Linked DNA regions of Gossypium hirsutum: region 1 is linked to region 2. A link is a contact called in public Hi-C data. All regions are on one chromosome and are shown on one strand. Each heading gives the region's core, a stretch centred on a gene start, on an enhancer-like site or on the middle of the called end of the contact. The rest is flanking DNA. Distances are from core to core; before and after follow the strand shown.

Region 1 (5,283 bases), core at 2,642-5,141, 88 kb after region 2:
TTTATCCAGGTCTTAGCAAATTATGTAAACCATTATACGATAGGCTCAAAAAGAATCCACAACCTTGGACAAATGACCACACCAATATTATCACCCAAATTAAAATTACAAAAAACAATTTAAGAAAGAAAGATATCAATGTAGAAAAGAAAATGAACCTTCTTATTCAAAAACATGTTGCCCTGTAAAACTAAAAAATAGGAGAAAGAATATTTCAAAATATTATAAAAAACGAAATATAGAAAATATAGAAAAGAAAAGAAACAACAAAGAACAGAAAACAAAATAGATAAAACAATAAAATGTTATATATGTGGAAAACTAGGACACATATCAAAATATTGCAAAATTAAAAGAAAAATTAATAATTTAAATCTAGATGAAAAAATAGAACAAAAATTAAATGAGATTCTCTTAGAAACAACTTCTTTCGAAAATGATACATCTACCGAAATAGACGAATTACAAATAGACGAATTACATACAACACCCCAATCTTCTGATGATGAAAATGAACCCTGAATTAATATGTTAACCAAAGACCAAGAATTTATTATTGAAGTTATTGATAAAATTCAGGACTCAGAACTTAAAAGAGAATACCTTTTGATATTAAAATGCTCGTCAAAATCGTCCAAAAATACAATAGTTCAAGATGCACAAGATCCAAATGAAATTGTTCTCAAATCAAAAAATGGATTGAGTCCCTTTCTCAATCTCCAGAAGTGGCATTGGCCGTTTCTCAAATGAAAGAGGAAACTCCTTTCAAGCATATTGCTGGTGAAGTAGCAAAGATTTCAAAAAATAAAGAGATTGTTTTACACAAACCAAAATCTCTCAAAAATATTTTAAAAGAGACATCTCTCTAAGGTGTTTTTTCAAAAGAAATAGCAGTGTCTTCATAGACTACTACACAAAAATCCTCACAATATTTTCAAAACAAATATTTTGAAAAAATTCTTGTTGTGGAGGAAGAATTTTGAGAAAAACCTCCACATATACTTGGAAAAGAACTTTTCAATGGATCGCATTTCAAGCCATTGGATTCTCAAAAACCCAACAGTATTATAAAAGCATACTGGTTCTAATTGAATCAGTATTGTTCAAACACTACACAAACCCAAAAGATCCAAAGTTTATTACCCATTCAACAACCCAAATATTAAAAATTCTTCGACCAAGGGATTGGAGTGAAAACCCAAATTCTCCAAAGAAATTTCCAGCCAAATTTACCACAAAAAGTGACCACCACCTATATTTCATATATTGGGATTACCAAATGGCGTGGTACAACACATTCTTAATGAAGAACCAACATATGAGACATTCTTGGCTTATATATTTCAAATAAGGTACCCAATTCAAATTCCCAAATTGGTTCCAAGAATGGTGGAATTGGTATGGACCATCATCCTTCGAGATCCTACCAGAAAAAAATTCAAAATTTATGGCCCAAATTCTTTAACAAATTTCAACTTGAACCAGACCAAAAACACATTTACAGAACAATCCATTTTTTTTCTCAAAGTTGTGCATTTCTTGGATTGTTTCTTGGAATTATTCCTATGAGCAAGTTCAATGTACTGGAATTCCATTATTAGTTCGAAACTACAGAAATAAATGGTGGGACAAGTTTAATGATGAAAAATATGATTCAAAATATTTGGATAACTTTTTCAACAAGAATCCAAGATTATATAAGTTCGAAGCCCGAGATCAAACCACAACAAAATTCCTTCAAGCAAAATTGACAGCTAGTGTGATGTTAGCTCAAACCAAGACCAAGAATGAATACAAAAAACTCATGGTTGAAATGCTCAGCTTAATGGATTCTGAATCCGAAGATGAGAAATCTTCAGCGTCTTCAATCAAAACGGTGGATCTTGCAGACGATACCACCTCCGTAACTATTACTAGGACAAAAAAACATGATGCAAAAGAAAGAAATGAATGAAGAGGAATAGGAAATATTCTCTAAGGTAAATAGTAAATATTCCCTAGCAAGAACAGTAAGATTCTCTGGCACATGAATAGTGAATATTCTCTGTAGTTTGTATTTTTGTAACCAGAGAATATATTCTCTGAAAAGTTTCAATTATATAATGATGTAAGGGATTGAATTTCCCGATTCAAATGATATAAAGAGGCAATAGCCCTCTATAAAAGGGTATCAGATTTAGAATGAAGGGCACGACTTGAAATACCCATTTCAGAAATCAAAACTCGTTTCTCCAAATTTTTAAGTTTTCAAAATTTAAGTTTTAAATTATTTTCCTTTTCAAGATTTAATCAAATTTTAATTTTAACTTACAAATTACGATTACGATTATCACATTTCAAATTCCATCCTCAGATCCTCGGGACATAAATATTAAATTAATATATTTACGAAGTTGGTATAGTAGAATATTAAAGGTTGATCCTTTAATTTTTCTTATTAATTGCTTAATTAAGGTACAAAGACTAAATTGTAAAAATCTTATCTTTATAACTTTTTAATTGGCCAAAGATTCCTAATGGAAATTAAACCAATTTATAATGTATGTTAGTGGGAAATGATGGAAGAATCCATTTATATGTTAATTAATGAAGGATTAGGTTAACTAAGGTCTTAATTAAGGTCTCTTGCAACCTTCTATTCTGCTCCAATAATTTCCTATTATCTTCAATCAAGTACGCATGTATCTTGCGAGCTCTTTGTAGCACCCCCACGGTAGATTGATGAACATTTTGTGTTTCCCTCTTCTTAATCTCTGCTTCGTTAATGCCCTCAGCGAGCCCCACACTAGCCATGCCAGCTTTAGTTAAGATCATTTGCAGAGAGAGTACTAACTCTTGCGGAGAAGGTTTACTTGTGCTACTAGATGACTTAGATGGTCAGATGTACTACTTTGCTTCTTCAGACATACAACTGTTCCATTGCTTCCTCACCTCATTAGGACTAAAAGAAAACTTTTCTTACTGAGATGTTCTCTCTATTGAAATAAAATCCTTGGTTCACCACCAGAAGCGATGAACTTCATGGAACCACTAGGGGGCCATGATCAATAATAGCTCTGAAAATGTCATCAGTTGTTGGTCTTGGTGGTGGAGGAGAATTATCAGGAGAAATGGGGAGAGATGAAATTGTGGCAGGATCTGTAGTAATAGGAGTTATCTCGACAGATGGCTCATCGTAATCTCTTCTTTTCTTATGATGAAGCTCCCCTATTGGGCTACCATCATCTTCAATACTTAGTATAAGGTTAGCAATTCCAGCAGCAGTCTTTTGCCTCTTTCTACTACTAGCACTTCCCTCCCCAACAGTAGTGCCAGAGGGACCACCTCGCATACTCTGCGTAAAAGACCACACGTCCATGTATTTGTCGATCTCTCTTGATAAGCTGGTGGATTCCTTTAAACTTTTTTCAATACTGCGAGCTGTGCTTGCATCACTAGTAAGTATAACATCAGCACCAACAATTAGTATAAGATGGTTCTCACCACTTTCCACATTCCCTGAAGATTTCAAAGACTATGAACGAGGCTTTAATTTACAAAAAATATAGAAATCATTTTTAGGTTTATCTTTGTGTCCCAATAATATGAGCCTCAACTCGTGAGTAGCTCCATGTGGCCAAGCAAACTGTGCAGGTAGTAATCCAACGATGTCCACACCATCACCAGCATCAACTTGTCTCCATCCATTGTTAGCTATAGTAATATAATATTTTTTTTTGAAATTTCCAGATTGGGCTTTATTATGAAAATAAAAGTTATTGTTCAAAACTGAAATCAAACCAAATAAACAAAAATAAGATAAAAGAACCTAAAACCCAATACGGCCCAAATCAGATGGCCTTAACCAAAATAAAATCTAGATATTTATAATGAATGTTCTAGAATCGGTCATTAAAGCACCGACCCATTGCCCAATCAGAAGAAGCATGGGAAACCGTCTTCAGTCTTTTCTGTCATCTCCTTTCATAATGACGATTTCATTTCCAAGGTAAGCCAAAAGAAATCAGTCCGTTTCATTTTCTTGTTCAAAGCCTTTCATTCTTCATTTTTCTTCTCTGGAGACTTCTTCTTCACTTCCCCCATCCAGCCGAGCTTGATCCATTTGCATAATCTGGAACTCCCCTATCCAGGTAAAACTCTTCTCCTCTTCTCAATGATTCTGTTGCTATGATATGAGCAAGACCATTTGCGGATCTAGGTATATACTGAAATCTGATGTTTTCAAGTCCATAGATTTCCTGTTGAATGTCAAAAATGTATACTCCCACCATAGATCTATCTTGACTCTTCGATTTACATTTTTTGACTATTGTGAGGGAGTCTCCTTCAAGGATCAAATGTCGCCATCCCCTCCTGATTCCCATTTGAACGCCTTTCCGGCAGGCAATTGCTTCAGCAGCAAAGGCTGATGGAATACCAAAATGAATCTCTGAATATGAAAAAAGAATAGTACCATTCGAATCTCTGGCCACAATACCCACACCCGACTGATTCTTTACTTTATCGTAAGCACCATCAAAGTTGATCTTCATGAAACTTTCCTGTGGTGGCGACCATCTCTTTTTCTCTAAGGTACGGTTCAGATCTCTCTTCTCAAGACTATCAATTTCTTTGATGTAACTGATTATAAGATTTGCAACTTCCGTCCCCTTTCTAATTTTACCTTCATGTATTCTTTTGTTTCTGTCACCCCATATTGCCCAGAGTGCACAACAAAATACGCGACTTTGATCAAGGTTGAGCTGCTCTATTGCCTAGGTAATCCACTGTCCAAAATCTTCACAATGATTCCTTAAAATGCACTGAAACGATAATGATCTCCACACCTCCCTTGTAACATGACAGTAACGAAATAAGTGGTTCATTGTTTCAGCTTCTTCTCCACATCAGGGGCAGCTCGGATTTACTACTAACTTCCGATGTTGAAGATTCACCTTTGTAGGCAGATAATTCCTAGATAGCTTCCATATTGTAACCTTAATTTTAGCTGGTAGATTCAGGCACCATAGTTTTTTATAAAAATTCCCATAGATGGTCTGTAAAGCATAAGCTCTAGGATTGTCAGTCAATTTTTGTAATAGTTGATAGGCACTTCTGACCGTAAACTCACCCGACCGTTCGCCTCCCCAGATAAGAAAATCATCATGCGGTGTTTGTGCCAGAGGGATTCTGAGGATTCTAGCTGCGTCGTCTTCCAGGAAGGTACTAGTAATCAACTCTTTTTTCCAACTTCTGGTATTATTATCAATCAACTCGCCAACTTTAACATCACGCAAAAAATTA
Region 2 (4,815 bases), core at 361-2,860:
TTTAGACGAATAAAGAATAGCACTAGAATCTAGAAATATTCATATAAATAGTCAATAAAACAATTCAGACCACACACATCCTTCTTCCAGCATGTATATATATAACACATAACATACCATGCTAGTTGCCACAAAGCCATATATATAGAAGAAGTTAAATATACGAAACATCATAATCCACCATAAGACGTCAATTACTGAAAGCATCTTCAACCGGGAAAACCTGACAGTGAGATACAGCAGCCAGCGTGGAAGAAGCTACACAATAAAGTGTGTTTAATGCTAGTTCCAGTAGGGCTATAAAGAAAATGCTAAATCATCTTTGCATCTGGAATTTCCTCGCTTTCTCAACGGGCAAAAGATTGCAAACTCATGAAATACAGCTCATTGGCTGCCATTTACTCCATCCTCCAATAGGGACAAAAGCATTTGAACAAAGATAAAACCCAATTTCACATAAAAGTAGAAGCGATTACAGATTAAGGTCAACTACTCATCTAAAGGGTAATGTACAACAAAAGATTTACACATCCAAAATATCAGCAAAACCTACAAAACAAAAAAATAGATTATCAGGCAACACAGGGTGAAGTCCTACCTCAAATGGAGAAAGACCAGACTGTCCATCCAAATTTAGAACTGAAATCCCCATGATCAACCTGAAAAAAGGCTCAGCAGTAGCATAAAGAGCCAACAGACCGAGCATATAATTATAATATTTGGACCGAAGACAGAAGCGCTGAGCTTTGAAATCTCTCTTGATCAGCCATATACGATAAACACAAAGACCCAATAACACCAGATGAGATAGGGTGACAACCAGCGAATCAGTTGCACAGGGTGTGTAAGCACCAAAGGCATTGGACACGGACCTTTTCCATACCCCGTCAGCCACTGGTCTACAGAACCAAACCAATGGCTCAAAAGCCATTATGTTCTTGTTGATGCTTTACACAACTCTCTTCACTTAAAATGTACGAAATCGTCCACCCTCTTAGAGATGACTCATCGCTTTGCCTGCAACCGATTTGAAGTAAATTTAGACTTAAATCAATAAACAAAACCGAAATATAAAGCGCAAAGACCATTTCTCATCCTATTTATTTATCTGCTCTCAGCTAAACTTGAGTGGCGTTGACATAGAAATATTAAAGTTTTCTCAGCATCCAAACAAAAACAAGTGCCCAACCCCAACAACTAGTATTGTTCATTTCTACCGATGTAAAGGACTAAAAAAGCATTTTCTACATAACACCCAAAGGTGTGAATGAGAGTGAGAAAAGTATACCTGTGATTCAAGGTTTCAGTTAAAAGAAGGCTTCAGAAAATAATGAACACAAGTTTTTGGATCAGAGAAAGGGAGAGAGAGAAAAACTTAAAAAGGCATTAATAATTCAATATTGTCTGCTAGTATTTTCTAAAGCGAACAAAAAATTATTTTCGTTTTCCAACAAAAAAGATCTTAAAAATTTTCCGTAAGGATTCTGGAGCACTTACCCCTTTTTGTTCCCTCTCTCTCTCTCTCTTGGCTCACTTGGTGAGAAGAGAATTGGATTCGTTACTCTTTAAGTCATTTATCTCATCAAATAATATATTTACGAAATTTAGGCAAAATGTCGTTCCTGGCGACGAGGAAACTGCGTCACCGCTTACGAATGTTATATTATTTTATGACGTTCCCATCTTAGCAAATGAAAAATGAATAAAAAACAAGACAAGTATAAAAGTTATTTTTATCATTTTAAAGTTACTTTAAATATTATATAAAAGTACGAATCATAATAATATTAATTAAATTAGTGTTGACTTGACTTAATTAATTCGAATAATATATTTAAATAATTGTAATTATAATTAATCATCATTTATATTATTTATAAACCTTAGGATCCACAATTGAATTGAAAAACTATTAAAATATATGCTTTTAAAAAATAAATTTTATAATAAATAATTATAGTATATTTAATATTTACGTATATGTTATTATTAATTAATTTTAAATATTTTTAAATATACATATATAACTTTTATATTTTTAGATATTTGTTCCCACGTGTATAAATAAAAATAAAAATTCACCGATAGTACAGTGAATTTGAGTGAGCATACGAACCATACAAGTATGAGATATTTTATTTTTATCATGTGGGAGGGAGGCTATCCTTGTCTTTTCATAATCTGGTTTGCTTTTTTAATTGACAAGTTGGTTTGGCGGTTAGTTAATTGGTAGAACCAAAAACAAAATATATAACAGTCGGATGCACATTATAGTTTTTGGCACATCATATTTTATATTTGAAGGCATTACCTTTTAATTTTTTTTTAATATTTATTTGTATTTATATTTTTTATATGTTAAATATAAAAGTTTTAATATTTTATTTTACTGAATTAACTTTTAATATTATCATGTTAAAATTAATGAATATTAGCTTAAAAAATATAAATATTAATAGCATTTATCAGATTAAATTATTTTTAAAATATACTAAAAATTAGTTACATTTATTGATTAAAGTAGAGCAAAGATAAATATAAAATTACAAAAAAATCGAATATTAACAATTTTGAAAGTAAAACAAATTAATCTAAAAATAAAATAAAATAATATTATTTAAATTATAATACATTAATATTAATATTCAATTTTTGTATTTTTTATTTAATATTTTTAAAATTTTTAATACTATAGTCTATTAAGTTCAAATCTCACACATTTTATACAAAAAGGTAAGAAGACAAATATATCCTCGAATTTATATTCATTACTTTGTAAAAGAGTGACTTTTTCTTCTTTTCTCAATAGAGTTATTATCTTGTTAACTTGTGGTATCAACTTAATTAAAGATTTAAACTATAGTATAGATGCCATATATTCACATTACTATCGAAATTACATAAAAAAACAGTTGGCATAAAACTGATATCGACTAAAATTTACATCAAAATAAAAATTAGAAATTATTGTTGTAATTTATTATTGGAATAGGACATTCTGGCTGATATGACAAGATTAACTTCCTTGATTGAAAGCCAGCGAAACTATTTTTGAATATAATTATATAATAATATTTTAAAATTTATTATCATGTAGACTACCCAATATATTTGTAGAACTATTTTTATTTTAATTAGATATATTTAAGTTTATAATATTTTATTTAATTTTACAAAAAATTAATGTAATATAAAATATTTAATATTTAAACATTTTAAGTTGATAATAATACAAATGTCTGTTGATAATATTCCCTAAATAAATAAATCACACACCAACCAACAAATAATTTCTATAATTCAATCTCGTGATATGCATTGGCCAATGGATCCATTTCACTATATTGAATAGTGAATCTATAATAATGTTGATTTGATGAACTAAGGACTTTTTAGTAATATCTATTTTAACAAAAAACCTTGTTTATATATAAAAAGAAATTAAAAATAAAATTTTACACCTATAATTACACTAATCAAAATTGCATATCATAAATTATAAATAAATCATGAATCACATATGGTTAATGCCTTAAATGGAATGTTTGGTCTGACCATTGAGTGGTAGGAATTTGTCAAAACTCAACCTCTTTTTTGCTTTTCAACTTTTTTCTACTTTTCCATTGTATTATCATAGCGAATCTTGATAATTTTTTAATACAGTATCTATATTGTTTTTTGGTCCAATTTAATATTTGTTTCTTTATAAATTTATTTAAAGTTATGTATTTTAGTTTTTGAAGGTAATAGCGTTGACTTTTTAGTGTTTAATTCAGGTTTTAAGGTTGATTCGGTGAAAGTTAATTGCTAATATTATTATATTTGAATTTTTAATGATTATGTTAATAATAAATTTAGTATTAATTTGAATTTGCTTAATTTTGCATTTGATTTGTCAAATATAGTCCAATAAATTTGATTTAATTTGTATTTTAAAATTGATTTGATGAAAGTTAATTACTAATTTATTAGTTAATTGTGAATTTTCATCGAAACAACTCTAAAATTCGAATTAAACACTAAAAAATTAATATTATTACCCTTGAATACTAAAATATTTGTCAAATGTAAGTGCCAAATTAAACTAAAAAGAACACAAGTATCATATTAAAAAAATTATCAAATTTAGGTATCAAATTTTGTATAAAACCATCATTAAATCATTACCTTTTTGTTGAATTTTGATGAAAAAAATTACCAAAAAATTATGATAGGAAAGGATAGTTGTGATTTTTTTTTTGAAGGAAATGAAAAATATTTGTTGGAAATTTTCAGGTGATTATGGGCCGAGTCGGATCTAACAAAATTTTTAGGCCTATTCGTTAGGCATGGGTCTGGTCTGAAAAACGAATATAAAATTTTGTCCAAGCCTGACCTAGATACAAATGTTGAAATTCGTGTTCGGCTCGACCTGCCCGTATTATTATTTTTTATATAATTTTAAAATATATATAATACATCAAAAATATTAAAAAATATTAAAATAAATGTTTCCAACAATCTGAAAATAACTTTAAAAAACATTTATACTTAAATAACACTAAGATATATGTCACTTAACAAACAAATGCCTTTAAAATAGTAACAAAATTAACAATAGAACAATAATTATACAATATCCAAATAATAACAACAAAATAATAACAACATAATTGTAAAATGGTAGCAAAATAGTGAAAAAAAAAACAACAATAAAATAGCAAGAAAATAATAAAAAATAGCAAGAAACAGTAAAAAAAGTAATTTTTTTTCATATTCAGGTCGGGCTCAGGCCAAAAAAGCCTTACCCGAGGTCCAACCCATTTTTTAAATGAG

The links. A called contact is a pair of places that touch in the nucleus more often than the background predicts.
Region 1: a contact with region 2 is called in a Hi-C map of leaf, with 2.1 times the contacts expected there. The contact joins the enhancer-like site here to the promoter of LOC107945213 in region 2. A contact is called at or near these places in 5 of 34 Hi-C or Micro-C datasets (all in leaf).

What each region holds. Positions count from the first base shown.
Region 1 is chrD12:7,112,405-7,117,687 of Gossypium_hirsutum_v2.1, forward strand. No RefSeq gene overlaps it. Among protein-coding and RNA genes, the nearest start is that of LOC107945216, 11 kb to the left of the region's middle. Within about 2 kb of position 3,892, at least 7 of the 9 cell types and tissues checked have an H3K27ac peak or open chromatin away from gene starts, as enhancers often do. A contact at or near this core is called in leaf, where this site is marked.
Region 2 is chrD12:7,026,711-7,031,525 of Gossypium_hirsutum_v2.1, forward strand. It overlaps LOC107945213 (ABC transporter C family member 2), which reads right to left and starts at 1,611. Exons shown (of 28, transcript XM_041108345.1): 1 at 1,498-1,611; 2 at 599-1,017. The coding sequence starts at 931.